Linked DNA regions of Gossypium hirsutum: region 1 is linked to region 2. The links are chromatin contacts, called in public Hi-C maps. All regions are on one chromosome and are shown on one strand. Each heading gives the region's core, a stretch centred on a gene start, on an enhancer-like site or on the middle of the called end of the contact. The rest is flanking DNA. Distances are from core to core; before and after follow the strand shown.

The links. Hi-C and Micro-C count contacts between places; a contact is called where the count stands out from the background.
Region 1: a contact with region 2 is called in a Hi-C map of leaf, with 2.6 times the contacts expected there. The contact joins the enhancer-like site here to the promoter of LOC107951910 in region 2. A contact is called at or near these places in 4 of 34 Hi-C or Micro-C datasets (hypocotyl, leaf and petal).

Annotation. Positions count from the first base shown.
Region 1 is chrA02:87,307,966-87,311,007 of Gossypium_hirsutum_v2.1, reverse strand. It overlaps the pseudogene LOC107951908. Among protein-coding and RNA genes, the nearest start is that of LOC107952425, 33 kb to the right of the region's middle. Within about 2 kb of position 1,512, at least 9 of the 9 cell types and tissues checked have an H3K27ac peak or open chromatin away from gene starts, as enhancers often do. A contact at or near this core is called in hypocotyl and leaf, where this site is marked.
Region 2 is chrA02:87,222,298-87,225,223 of Gossypium_hirsutum_v2.1, reverse strand. It overlaps LOC107951910, which reads right to left and starts at 1,360. Exons shown (of 15, transcript XM_041085132.1): 1 at 809-1,360. The coding sequence starts at 914.

The sequences.
Region 1 (3,042 bases), core at 263-2,762, 86 kb before region 2:
ACAACAACCAATTTCTCCTTGTTAGAGGAGTATGTTTTATGAAACCCACATGAAAGAGGAAGAAAAACATAGGGGTTTTCCAGTATAATAAAGTAATTCGTGTTGTCCATGTCCACCAAAAGCAGTGACCATGTTAGTAAAACCTATTACACCCCAATTATGTCACAGATTATAATAACGGGGGCATAGCTTTTGGTGGACATGGATAAAACAATATACTTGGTTATGCAAAAAGGCCACTGCGTTTTTCTTCTTTGTACATTTGTTTGGGTTTTATAAAGCATCCTCCTCTAACGAGGAAAAATTTGTTGTCGTGCCCGCATAACCACTATCAAGTATGACCCCATTTATGCTTTATTCCTCGACAATATAACCCCTATAAACTTGAAGCCCTAGTTACACTTCAACCTCAGATAGTATAATTATCGTCAAGTGGGACCTTGAGTTGCAACACGATCCGATTTCCTGGGTGATGGCTCCATACTCATATGACAAATGAAATTTATAGGTCACTCAACTCCACTACACCACTATGAATTTAAACAATCATTAAAACTATAATCATGTCTATCTCAAATACGGACAAAAATAAATTTACAAATTTTTAATTTCCAACCACAAGAAAAGAAAAAAGAATTTTTTCTTTTACCAAAGTGAAAACGCGTCCTATAGAACGCATTTTTATTAGAAGTGAAAACGCACCCCATAAAACGCATTTTTCTTTTTATTTCCAAAAACAATGTAAATAGATAAATTTTCAAAAAAATGTAGTATAGATTCTCAATTAATTTTTTTTAGCATATATGTAAAATTAAAATAGAAAAATAAAAGTAAAAAGATTTACTCAATTTGATGAAACACATGGGGTGGGAGAGTTGTATCCCTACAAGATGGGAGCTTTTGGATGAGACTCAAAAGCGCGCAACTGATTGATTTTTTTGGAGGGTCCCACCATGTGGGACGGTGGTTTGCTGATACCCCTATTTTCGCAAAACAAATAACTCCAAATTCCTTCAAATTATTCAAAGATTTAATCACCCTCATTATCCCTCTACTTTTTCAACTATTGAAATTTCGTAGTCTTTACTCTATATTTTTAATTTTAGAAATTTAATTCCTCTCCTTGTTTAATTTAAAAATTAATATTTAATTTATAACCCACTAATGAAAGTTTTTATTATTCAATTAAACAATAGCAATTAAGAAGGTTATCAATTGCATTTTAAATTTTTTGTTGGAACTAAAGGTATCTCTCTATATTCGTTTTATGATTCATAAAAAAACTAATCTTTTCAGGGTTTATAGTTATCTCTCTTACCAATATTATTTTCAAGATTTTAACTTTAATTAGATTTTAATATTTAAATCAAATAAGTAGAATGACTAAATTACTAAAATTAAAAGTATAAGAGATTGAATTTTAAAAGTTTTAAAGAATATAGGGACTGAAGATAGAATTAGACCTTTTTAAAGAAAAGCCATATGTATAGACCCCCAAGTCCCGGGCCCACTAGATCCCCTCTCCACAATTTTCGGCTCAATCCGCCGTCGTATAGTACCTCCTTCCACATCCCCCAACGGCACGTGCCACACGTGTCTCTCCCAACTGCCTTCAAAATTCAAAAATCCAATCCCTTTCTCTTATTCTCATTGACACTGTCCATTTTCTTTATAACTCAATCCTTTTGCTTTGAATGATCATTGTCTGAAACCAAAGCTTAAAAAAGATCGAGGAGGATCCGGTTAAATGTTAATCGGGGGCATTTGATTGTTCTCTCTTTATAATTTCTATTTTGAAGAGGTAAACCTTTAAATCGAAGGATCGAAGTTTTGTTTTTAATTTGATTAAATAATTGAAAGAAAGCGAGGTGGAAGAGTGTTGGGAGATGAACGGAATGGGGAGACAGAGGCAGAGATCTGATGCCGCAGGAGTTCAAGTGCACCATCAGAGACAACACTCAGATAACTTCTTGGAAACGACGTCGAATGGGAGATGGCTTCAGTCTGCTGGTCTTCAACATCTTCACTCTTCCAACAACTCTGTTCCTCCTCTTCAGGTCTCACACTTTTTCCTTTTTAATTAATTTTTTTGTTGGAGAAATAAAATGAAAATGGCAATCTATTTTTTTTAGTAAGAATAAACTGAAAATGTGTTGATTTTTTAGATTTAATTATATAATTTTAAGTCTAACATGCGAAAGGAAAAGCAGTTAAGCTGGCTGCTTTAACTCTCGAGATTTCCTTTTGGTATTAAAAGAAAACAAAATGAATGAAGTTTTCCAGATGACACTTTATTGGATAAAAAAATTGATAAATGTTTGATTTTTTTCCCTTTTTTAGATTGGAAATTAATTTGCGAGCAAAATAAATAAATGGAATGTGCAGGGAGCAATATTTCAATACAAAGTAGTTATTATTTCGAATGCATGATTTTGCTGCTTATGCTGCTTGGATCGAGAGCAGGATTATGCGTTTTATGGTGGAGGAGGAGGATCTCAAGGATCTAGAATGTATAAGAATGTACAGAGGGGTTCTAATACGGGGAACGACTATTTCACGGAGCCTACAACTCCTCCATTTAGTTCGCGTCCGCCAAGCGGCGAGTTCAGTCCCGGTCTCTTAGATCTACATTCTTTTGATACTGAGCTTCTGCCTGAGGTTGGTCACTTGCCATTTCATCTTAGAGTTACAGTTAGCGAATGTAATGTAGATTTGTGTGTACGCAAGTCATACTTTGGCCTTCAAATGCAAAGAATCAATGAAACTGGAAGCTATTTGTACTTTTGTTTCATCAAGAAATATGCAGGTCGAACTTTTGGGATTTAATTGTATGATCTTCAACCTGGGGATGTGATGCTGAACGATGCAAACTGTGTTGCATATATTGTTGATGAATTATTTTTTTCCTCTTTTTCCGAGACAATAGAAAATTATAAAGTCATATGTGGAGTAATTTAGTGTTTAATACTTAGTTATGGAACTCTGTTAACTGGTGACAGATGCAGATTCCTAACCTGTATGATGCTCCTCTTTATAATCATG
Region 2 (2,926 bases), core at 111-2,610:
GTAGCAATCTGTACAATGATTACTATTTTATCAATGAAGTAGCAGCATTAATTGGTAGCATTACACTGAACTGGCAGGTAATGTGTATAAAGAAAAAGGAACTAGTGCTCTCTTTATGACTATAGTTCATGGCAATTTCACATTAAGGAACTGAAGTGAAACACCAGCAAGTGCAATTTTTTTTTGTTCTTTAACAAGTGTAAAACTTTTGATCACATAAATGATGTTAACTAAAGTTCTAGTTTCGAACTGAGTGACCTCAACAATAGTTAAATACTTGGTGGCTGCAACTTGAATTCATCACCTAGACAGCCGAATGCAAGACTGACTAAACTGGTAGGTTATAGAACATCAATTCCGGCAAATAGGAAAAAAATGACTATTTGAAATCCTGGTGCCACTTTAATTTGAAACCGAAGTTTAATAAAACTTCAATGCTACACCTGCAGGCTACATAAACTATAACCGGTCCGATTTCCTATTAGTAATGGATGAGACGAAGCAAAATTAAAGTTACTAAAAATTTAGTTTTAAAAGAGTAATTGAACAGAGTCAAAATCCTAACTGAACTCAATAACAAGTAATTGAATAAAAGTACTAATCAATCAAACTTGAAGATCAAACTAAAAGTTAAGCTATCAAAATCATGTAGTAAATCCAGTAGCAAGTAAGTAATTGAATAAAGTATTAATCAAGCTACACTCGAAGATCAAAAGGAATAATTAAACAATCAAAAGTATATAGTAAATTCAGTAGCAAGTAGATGAAAAATACAAAAGAAAGAAAGGAGAGCATTTGAGAACTTAACGTGACATGAGATAGGACAATCCAACGACGCAGATAGCAAAAATCACGATCCGCTTCCTGGCTTCCTCCACCAAGTCACGAACCGTCACCTGCTTTGGCATGTCCATTTTTGGCTCACCAAGTAAAAAAACTAGCAAATCAAATCAAAGAATACATCTCTCAATCGAACGAATCATTGTTTTTCCCCCTTTTTCTATATCTCTGTATTTATTCATGGAAACTGCAAACCACAGCCACAACAAAGCTTACAAAGAACCAATTAATAGAAAAGCGGAAGAAGAAGGAATGAAAGAATGTGAAGGGAAAATGAAATGAAGGAACCAAAGGAAAGGCAGTGTTTGGAAGGAAAGAAAAAATTATGGAAAATTTCAAGACGAGGACCGTTAGGTTATGTTTTGGTGTGATGCTGATTTAGCTTTCGCGTATGTGTTTTACATTTTCTACACCTTTCATTATTTTTTCTATTATAATCTTCTCGACTTAGGATTATATTTCTGGGATTAATTTGGTTAACAATGCGATTAATTAAGGTTCAAAAAAACATAATGCGGTTAATTAATCTATTGTTTTGAGAATAATTTATATTAAAATATTCTAAAAGGTTTCGTTTTGAAGCACCATTCAAATATTATCATGTTATTCATTTTTAAAGATAACGATATTTAACATAATTAATTTTTTTTTAAAAATAAACGAACATATTTTTTTATAACCTTATAATTTTTTTTTATTTTTGTGCAATTATCTTTTTAAAAGTTTTTAATTTCTAGATAGTCAATTTTTTTTTCATTTTAAATTGTTCTCTATTTCATTTTTTTTATAGTTTTTAATCACTTAACAAAGTTTGATGATACAATTTGTGGTGACTATAATTTTTCAATTTCCTAGTTTTTTTTATTTGGTGGTTAAATTTTTTTCTTTATTTTCAATTTTTCTTTGATCTCTTCGTTTAATTTTCAATTATTTATTTTAGGTTTTTAAATTTTTTTCTTATGGTTTTTTTACACTATAGTTCCAACATTTTTTTTCTCAAAATTTTGATTCTTAATTTAATTAAAGTTAAATTAAGTTAGAGAAAGTGGCATATATTTATATATATATGAGTGTATAGTACTATTTGTATATCTTTAAAATTTGATGATGTGATACTATTTTATTGGTGCCAAAAAACTATGCTTTGCAGGATGATCTTAATTTAAGTTGCTTCCATTATTTTTTAATACAATTAATATATTGTTTACATATCAAATCTATTAGCAGGTGCATGAGCTTCAGATCTCACGGTCGCATCTTTATTCCACCTCGACTGGCTCTGACATTATTACCAATTCCTAACTTTTTACCTATTTGCAGAGTTGACATCAACTTAGCAGCCTGATCACTGATAACATCTGACTTCCTCGAGCAATCTAGCATAAAATGTTCGGTGGAGTCATATCTGAAACAAGCTCTCATTTTTAGTCTACACTCTCCGAAGTGATTTTTACCCCAATGCTTGCAAATTGGTTTATTCATGTTTTGAACACTTCTTGTACTAGTCACTGGAAACACAAAAATTTACACACTTTTTCATACCCTTATTAACTTAAATTCATGAGAACTCGGTTAAATTCTTGTCGAAAAATAATTAATTTTTATAAAATAATTAAAGTGCACTTAAAATATGAACACATTGAAATTTATTTAATTTTATAGTTATTTTTAATGAATTTTGGTTATTTTCGACAGATTTGCGCAAAGGGCGAAAAATGGCTCAGCAGACACTACCAAAAGCACAAAACCGAGAAGCAATTTAAAGTATCGAGGCAACTTAATTTCCAGCCTAAAACGGTCGAATTATGTGTATTAGTTCATAATATAATTAATTTTAATTTACACCCAATTTAATTTGGGCTAAATAAATTATTATTAATTAATTATGAAAAAAGTGGTCCAGTTGAACCGAATCGATTGAACTGAACAGGCCAAGGATTGGGCAGCCCAAAACCATCCATATGCTGACCCAAATCAGCTTATTAGCTGATTAATTAAGCTTGCAAAGAAGCCCTTAAAGACTTGTCAAAGTTGCATTCAAGCCCCTCCACAATTGGTGGCTTTGTGGATTTTCCCCAAGCCATAT